Linked DNA regions of Zea mays: region 2 is linked to region 1. Evidence: chromatin contacts called from public Hi-C data. All regions are on one chromosome and are shown on one strand. Each heading gives the region's core, a stretch centred on a gene start, on an enhancer-like site or on the middle of the called end of the contact. The rest is flanking DNA. Distances are from core to core; before and after follow the strand shown. Region 1 holds the start of LOC541779 (plasma membrane intrinsic protein 1). Region 2 holds the start of LOC100275272.

What was found. Hi-C and Micro-C count contacts between places; a contact is called where the count stands out from the background.
Region 2: a Hi-C map of ear shows a contact between it and region 1, with 2.4 times the contacts expected there. The contact joins the promoter of LOC100275272 here to the promoter of LOC541779 in region 1. A contact is called at or near these places in 4 of 25 Hi-C or Micro-C datasets (bundle sheath, ear, leaf and 1 more).

The regions. Positions count from the first base shown.
Region 1 is chr5:197,667,436-197,671,227 of Zm-B73-REFERENCE-NAM-5.0, reverse strand. It overlaps LOC541779 (plasma membrane intrinsic protein 1), which reads right to left and starts at 2,190. Exons shown (of 4, transcript NM_001111464.1): 1 at 1,794-2,190; 2 at 297-592. The coding sequence starts at 2,130.
Region 2 is chr5:197,901,839-197,905,630 of Zm-B73-REFERENCE-NAM-5.0, reverse strand. LOC100275272 reads left to right here and starts at 1,858. Exons shown (of 1, transcript NM_001152147.1): 1 at 1,858-2,651. The coding sequence starts at 1,946. The coding sequence ends at 2,326.

The sequences.
Region 1 (3,792 bases), core at 941-3,440:
CCCCAAAAGACATAAGACCTACAGTTCATCAGTTCATTACATGTGGTTTCTTACTGTCAAAAATAATGGATACTTAAGGAGTTCATTTCATCAGTATGTATGTATGTGCACAATCTATGAGCTGTATCAAGTTCAACATCAGAAATCCAGAAGTCAGAACACAAATTAAAACCATTATCTTATATTTAAGTTGCAAAAGTTGATTCAATTACATATATGTGTGCTAAGCCAAACTAATCCAAGCAGAACTATAACAACTGAACAAACTAGGAAAAGGGAAGTGGAAGAGTACTTACAGGAACATGGGAGTCCCTGGCATTCCTCTTGGCATCGGTGGCTGAGAAGACGGTGTAGACTAGGATGAAGGTGCCAACAATCTCAGCGCCAAGGCCATCACCCTTGGTGTAGCCAGGTGCGACAACATTGGCGCCACCACCGTTGCCCATGTAAAGTCCCTGCTGGAAGCCCTTCACCACTCCAGCTCCACAGATGGCACCCAGGCATTGCATGATGATGTAGAAGAGGGCCCTAGTCAGGGACAGCTTCCTGGCTAAGAACAGCCCGAAAGTCACAGCTGGGTTGATGTGTCCTCCTGTTGCAGTAGCAGGTAACAACCATTAGTGGTGTCTTTGGTTGTTGTAGTTGTGTTCTTGGTCTATGCTTGCTGAATTGCATGGATTCTTTCACAGTTCGATGCTTTGAAATTAAGCATGTATCTGGAGTCAATTACACAAACCATGACCAGGAAAGTACTATGCAAATTAACCATATGTCGGACCACTACTGTTTTTGAGATGGAATGACCACTGTAGGTTAACTGATATAGTTTTCTATGTACACACCTCACAAGTTAAAATGGTGCCTTTTGTACTTTAATCTTTAATTTTTTACACACAACTGTGGCCCGAAGTGCTGACATGAACTACTAGCATGTTTGGTTTGAGGAATGAGCTAGTCCATCATATTCTCACTCCTCACTTTTTTTGTTTGGTTTGTGGAATAGAATGAGTTGATCTATCATCACCTCATTCCTTATAGTTAGTTAGTTAGTACTAATATGAGGAATGGGGTCATCCCACCAAATTTGAGGAATGGATCCATGATGCACCACCATATTTTGGATGGAATGATTCCTCAAACCAAACACCCCCTACATCTGGCAGTTGATGATGCCTTTGCATAATTACACGCAGCACATGCTATAGTAGTACAGTATGTTACATGGTTTTTTTTTATTGCGGGTCAAATCTCCCTAGGTGCAAATAAGGTACAAACTGGTAACAGACAGAAGGGCCGGAAGTGGCTTAAGATCTGTTTTCTTTTTAACAAAATAATGAATTAACAGGGGCTTGCTAATCCCCATGCTCACGGCATGTATAACTGTGAGAAAGCTCTACTGTTTCAAAAGAAAAAAAAAAGGAATTTAAGATTCTCAGTTACTGATATCGGCTAAATATAAAATTATCTCTTTTTTTTGTCGTCTTCTTTAGTAGTGTTACTGACTGTAATCAGTGTATCCAAAGTAGGAAGTGGAGCAAATTCAATACGTCAGAGCGTATAGCAAAGTGGATACCCTGCCTATACATGTTGCTTTTTTTATTTACCCCAGCTCTTTTGCTTGAATATCTCGGAAAAATTGCACAGTAACTAGTCGGTACCATGAAGGGTTGTTACTGAGCTAAGCAAGTTGACGGACCAAAAGTGTAACGAATAATTGCAGTAAATTTAAAAAGTTCGTCCCATGGAATCTGGAAATAGAAGAAGCCACGGCAGCAAGAAGGGAGAGAGCTGACCGGAGATGCCGGCGGTGCAGTAGACGAGCGCGAAGATCATTCCTCCGAAGGACCAGGCGATGCCCTGGATGCCGACGGTGGCGCACTTGGAGGTGGACTTGGAGACGCCCATGACGGTGAGGATGGTGATGTAGAGGAAGAGGAAGGTGGCGACGAACTCGGCGATGCCCGCGCGGTAGAAGGACCAGGACTTGAGCTCCCCGGGCTCGAACAGCGGCGCCGGCGGGGGCTCCTTGTAGTCCTTGTCGTCAGCGGCGCCCTGCGCCGCCGTCCCGATGGGCTGGCGCTCCGAGAACTTGTTGGCGCCCAGGCGCACGTCCTCCTCTTTCCCCTCCATTGTTTTGCTCCCCGCCTCTCTCTCTCTCCTGCCTCGCGCGCTTGTGCGGTTGGGCTCGGCGGTGGTTTCTTGGAGCAGCGGCGTGTGTCACTGAGGCGCTCTGCCCCGGTGATTTATAAAGGCAGGCAGAGGGAGCTTGGGAGCAGGTCAGGTCAGGGTAGTGGTGAGGAGAGTGAGCAAGGAAGACACGGACGCTGTCCCTTCTGGAACGGAAGAGAAGGTGGTGGCGAGTTGTCGACACGGGAGTTGGGGACGGGGCCCACAGGCGAGATTCCGTTTTCTCCTGCGTTATGTCCAGACTTATCCAAATTGTTTTTTTTTTGTTTGTAGCGAGAAGCATTGAAACGAGGAAATACGAAATGGATGTTTTGTCAAAGAGAATGAAGGAAAAAAATATATGCGTGGTTGCAATTGCAATATTCTTTCACGGGGCGTTTAGATCCATTTATTTTAGAGAAATTATAATTTACTTAATAAAATAATTTATTTAGCTTGAAATTTAATATTTCACTAATTTCCAAAGTTTAAATATAAGACTTTTTCAAGTTCATGGGGTGAAGAATAAAAAATGCTTTTATGAATCGGTAGAATGTATTTCTACTTTGCAATATATAGGACGTTTTTCGGGTCACTACTTTATAGTAAAAATGTAACACATAAATATTTTTAACATCTTATCAATAATAATATATAAATATATTTTACATAAAACTATATTAGCTTAGTTGATATGTGCCTAAGTTACTATTATTAGAATAGAATTGGATTCCAAGGATGCAAACGGGTCCTCAGGGTAATTGTGACTATACTCTTCTCGACATTACAATTATGATTTAATCGTTTTTCAACTTTGGAATTTTACCTCTGTTTTAAAAGGGAAGCTATCGTCTGCCCCTCCCTTGTAACATGGTTTATGAAAATCAACTTTAGCGATTAAAAAACGAGGGATAAAATCACAATTGTAAGGTAGGAGAAGTGTATAATCACCCTAAAAATAATGTTAGATTTTTTGGGTTAATTATGATTATACTCTTCTTTCACTTTGGAATTGTGATTTTATCCATCATTTTTTATTTTCTAATCACTAATTCTGATTTTCATCAACGATATTAAGGGGAGGGCAAATGGAGGCTTCATTTTCAAAACAAGGTAAAATCGTAAAGTTGAAAAGCGAGAGATAAAATCATAATTGTAAGGCCACATAAGGGTATAATCATAATTGCCTCTTCTTTTTGCGCCCATTGTTGTCAATATATGACCAGTAGATTGTGCATATAACCGTACAAAAATATTTTACACTATTTTGAAATGGAATATAAAGATAAATAATCTGTTGAAGATAGTTTTAAGCTGCTTGCCTTTTGTTATCATGACTAAAATCCCACCATATATGCACCATCCATAGCAAAATTCTATGTACCCACAAGATAAGTGCATGTAGCCTCATCGATCTCCGGCAAAGAATTTACTGCTCCTTGTTGTTGTTGTGATCCTGTCATTATTGCTTTTAGCATGTGCTGATAGCGCATGATTTCATTCCTTGCGTTGGATGATCGATGGAACATGAACCTAACCTCTTTGCTTTGTCACTCGGCAACGGTATGGTTGTCTAGAAGCATCGCCGGTGCGAAAACTGCAGTGCAATTCAGGCCATATCCTGAA
Region 2 (3,792 bases), core at 609-3,108, 230 kb before region 1:
CGCGTTGGAGTTAGCACATGTTAAGAAGTATATGGAAGAAAAAATGATAGAGGGCACACCAAATAGGAGTTAGACCCTAACATAGATAGCATCACGCTTGCACAGTGCCAGTCTGATGGCTAACCCTAGCCTCGCACAAAATAAGATCGTCAGACTCTGAGCGTTGCTTTGATGTTAGAGAGTGAATAAACCCAACCATGAAATAGGTAAGTAAGTTGTATTGCATAATAGTTTTCATGTCCATGAAGTGTACAATGTGAGGGGTATTTATACAAATACTTAAATACCCTTGATCTATAAGGCTATAATTGCTTGCCCGCTCAAGGACAATTCGGTCAATATCCATCTTTATTAGTCATCGAGTCCTTAGTTGTGTTTAGTCTTCACGGGCATGTTTGTACTTCTAGAGAAGATTCTTTGTCATCTTTGCTTCATTGCCTGAGGATACAATTCTTTATATTGAGGCTTTGTAGATCATTAACGTGGTGCGAAGTCTTCGCGGATGAAGGGATTCCCATATCTTGGGGCTTCGTAGATGAAGATTTACGTATTTTTCCTTTGCCGACAAGGTCTTCAGGTGAAGGGTGGAGTCTTCACACCTGAGTGAATTGATTTGTTCTTTTGTTATAACTTTGTTGCTTTATCTAATGTGATGTTAAATCTACAAGCCAAACAAACAATCATTAGTTAGCTCGAAAGAATGGAAGTGCACCTTTAACTATAGTGAAAACCTCAACAGTAGCCCTCGTGGGTGAAGGCCTACCGCGAAGGTCTTAATCCTGTGCAGTCGTGATCTTTTGCAATGGTTATAATGCCATCACTGATATTTAGAGTTGGCTATTGAAGAGAATAATAACAAATTTCATATTTGTGGTGTTTTAGTTTGACCATCATGGGTTCAAAGAGAGATTTGAATAGTTGTTTTGACCAAAGTTGTCTACAAATATTGTGCTCACAAGTTTTTTATTTACTGGTTTTCCTTGTGCTCGAGCGATCTTGTTGGTCTTGTCCTGGGCAATAGGAAATCTTTCTTCTCGATCGGCTGGTTTGTTTTCTTAGTTTTGTTCATGACGTGTGAAGAAGAAATTTCTTTTGCAACCTCTTCTAGTTCCGAGGAAGACCTATATTTGAATCAGAATTAGTTAGCAGTAAAGCAAGGTTTCTTAAGTTCGCAGTACCTCTGTTGGATGAGGCTGTTCTTGCCTCGTTTCTTCAGAAAAGATCACTAGTATTAGTACATGGTCAAGTTCGTTTGCCAGGGAGCCAATTGGTTCCGAAGCCGATATGTAGTATTTAAGGACTTCTTTACCGCTGGACTTTGCTTCCATGTTTAAGATATTAAGGAAGAAATTCTATAATTATGGGAAAGAAAAAAAAAGAAAGACGTAATAACTCTGGTAACATAAAAGCTGTGCTTCTGTGGGATGCATCATAGACCATAGTGCTAGCGTTTTTGATCGCGAGAAGCTAGGCACATGAGTCCACCTGTAAAGGTGACGAGAGATCCAGATCAGACCTGCAGGGACGCACTGGTGCTAGTCTTGATAAATTCTCCAGTGGCATGTGACGCGTGTGGGGCCCTCCGACTGCCCATGCATCGTAGGGTTTGACACGCTGCAAGTACCATCCGTATCTGTATATCCGCAGTATTTAAACAACCGATCGTGAACTAACTAATCCCGTGGAAATGGAAAAGATTCCACCTGTTGCGTCCCTTTCCGATCTTTACATGGACAGTCACCTCTGAGCTGTCTCACTCGTAAACCATAACCACCCCTCCATATATAAAAAACAAACCCTAGCTTTGGACACGCACAAGTGTTATATATATACTCGTCCGTTGTTCTCTAGCTACTGGCGTTAGAGTTAGAGACCTGCAGGAGGAGACAGAGCTTAGGTGAGCAAGCAAGAGCGAGAGACAACAGATCATCAGATCGGGACATCCATGGAGCTGGAGGCCGCTGCCGCGCCGGCGACGACGTGCAGCTGGAGGGACGGGCGGAAGCTGGTGAGGTGCCCGCGGCTGCAGCTGGACACCAAGACGGCCACGGCCATCGAGCAGTCCACGGGGGCGAGCATCGCCGACTCCGCGGCCGCCGCCGAGGGCGCGATGCGCGTCAAGATCGTGCTCAGCAAGCAGCAGCTCAAGCAGGTGGCGGCGGCCGTCGCCGGGGGCGGCAGCGCCGCCTTCGCCGCGCTGCCGCCGGCGCTGGAGCAGCTCGTGAGCTTGCTGAGGCGCCAGCACGCCAAGAAGCAGGCTGCGGCCGGGAGGCGCCGAGGCCGGTGGTCGCCGGCGCTGCAGAGCATCCCGGAGGAATGCTTTTAGCTAGGCCGCCTGCATGCGTACGTACAGTATGTCTAGTGCTCTGTACTCCATCCACCGTCTGCTTGTATAGCTAGGGCTGCCGCCAGATTTCCGGCCTCTCTTTTCTTCCCGGGTCGCAACCTGCCGATTGGTTGGGCCAAAATGAGCGCCCAATGGTTGCGTACCAAATTTGAAATGTCACATATTTTAATCTGGCATTTGCCATTTGGATCCATCGATCCAAAAAAAAAAAAACTTCTCTGTTTATTTCCGAGATGGTGTACATATCTTGATCTGGCCAATAAAAAGGCAATGATGAACTGGGGGGAAAAGGGACTTTCTTTGCCGTGCAGTTGTTGTGCGTGGCTGTGGGCTGTGGCCGTGATGAATAATAGTGATCTAGCTGATGCTAGCCCTGCTGGCTGCTCTGCACTGCAGTCTGCAGGGGGATGAGAAATGGCCAAATGGTTGCCAGGCCACAAGATTCCTCTCGAGTAGCAAGATAAGATCTATGCATGTACACGAGAGGGTTACAGTTGTGGTTTATGCATGACCAGAAGGGAGCAATTAGTACACCGACATGGCCTACGACTGGGAGCAATTAGCAAGATAAGATCTATGCACGTAAACGAGGGACCAGCAGCTGAGCGTCAGAGGCTCTCAAGCTGTGCGAACTTTTTTTGAAGCAAGCCTGGTCCTACGTACTGGGTGTGCGTTCAGCGGCCAGCTTGATGTAGGAAAAAGTTTATGTTAGTATTTGCTTTAGGTACCAGTTCGACCTGGAAATGGATTTGGATAATCCAAAATCTCAAATGGATTCAAGATGCTTTGGGTTTAGTTGGACGAATGCCGTTTGGATGCGGATAACCATAGCCGTGGCCCATGGCCCATGAGAACCAAACGCATCGTATTCGCTTCCCCGTCGAGTCCCTGGCGGGCAGCGCCGCCACCACTCCACCTTGCTCGGCCCTCGACCGGTGCTAATTATCTCTATGCTGCCACATGCTACGCTGAAAATGGCTACTGTGACGTACGTATAGCAACGGTATTACTGGCCTCCGCGAGTACATACCTGAAGTAGCAAGACTGAAGACAACTCGCGATTCACAAACCCGTAGAATAATCGTCTCAACAAACTCCGAGTAGACATGGTAGCAGAATCGTAGTCCTAAAGACTAGTCCACACACATATATACTCATACGTACCAAATCGTACTAGAAAAAAAGCAATCAAATCACTCTTCTGACTGCCGCTATTCCACGAGCCAGGCAGACGCAACTATCACGATCAGACCACCGCCGGGCGCCGAAGCACGCAGCCGCGGTCGACCTGGGGCCCGCGCAGACAAATGACGCAAAAAAAGAGCCGATAAACCAGCGAGAATGGAGAGGCAGCCAGGCAGGCTCCACGGCGGCGCCGGCCGCCCACCAACGCGCGCATGGGCCACGGCGTGGCGCGGCTGTCCCTAATTGCTTAGGCGAACTGC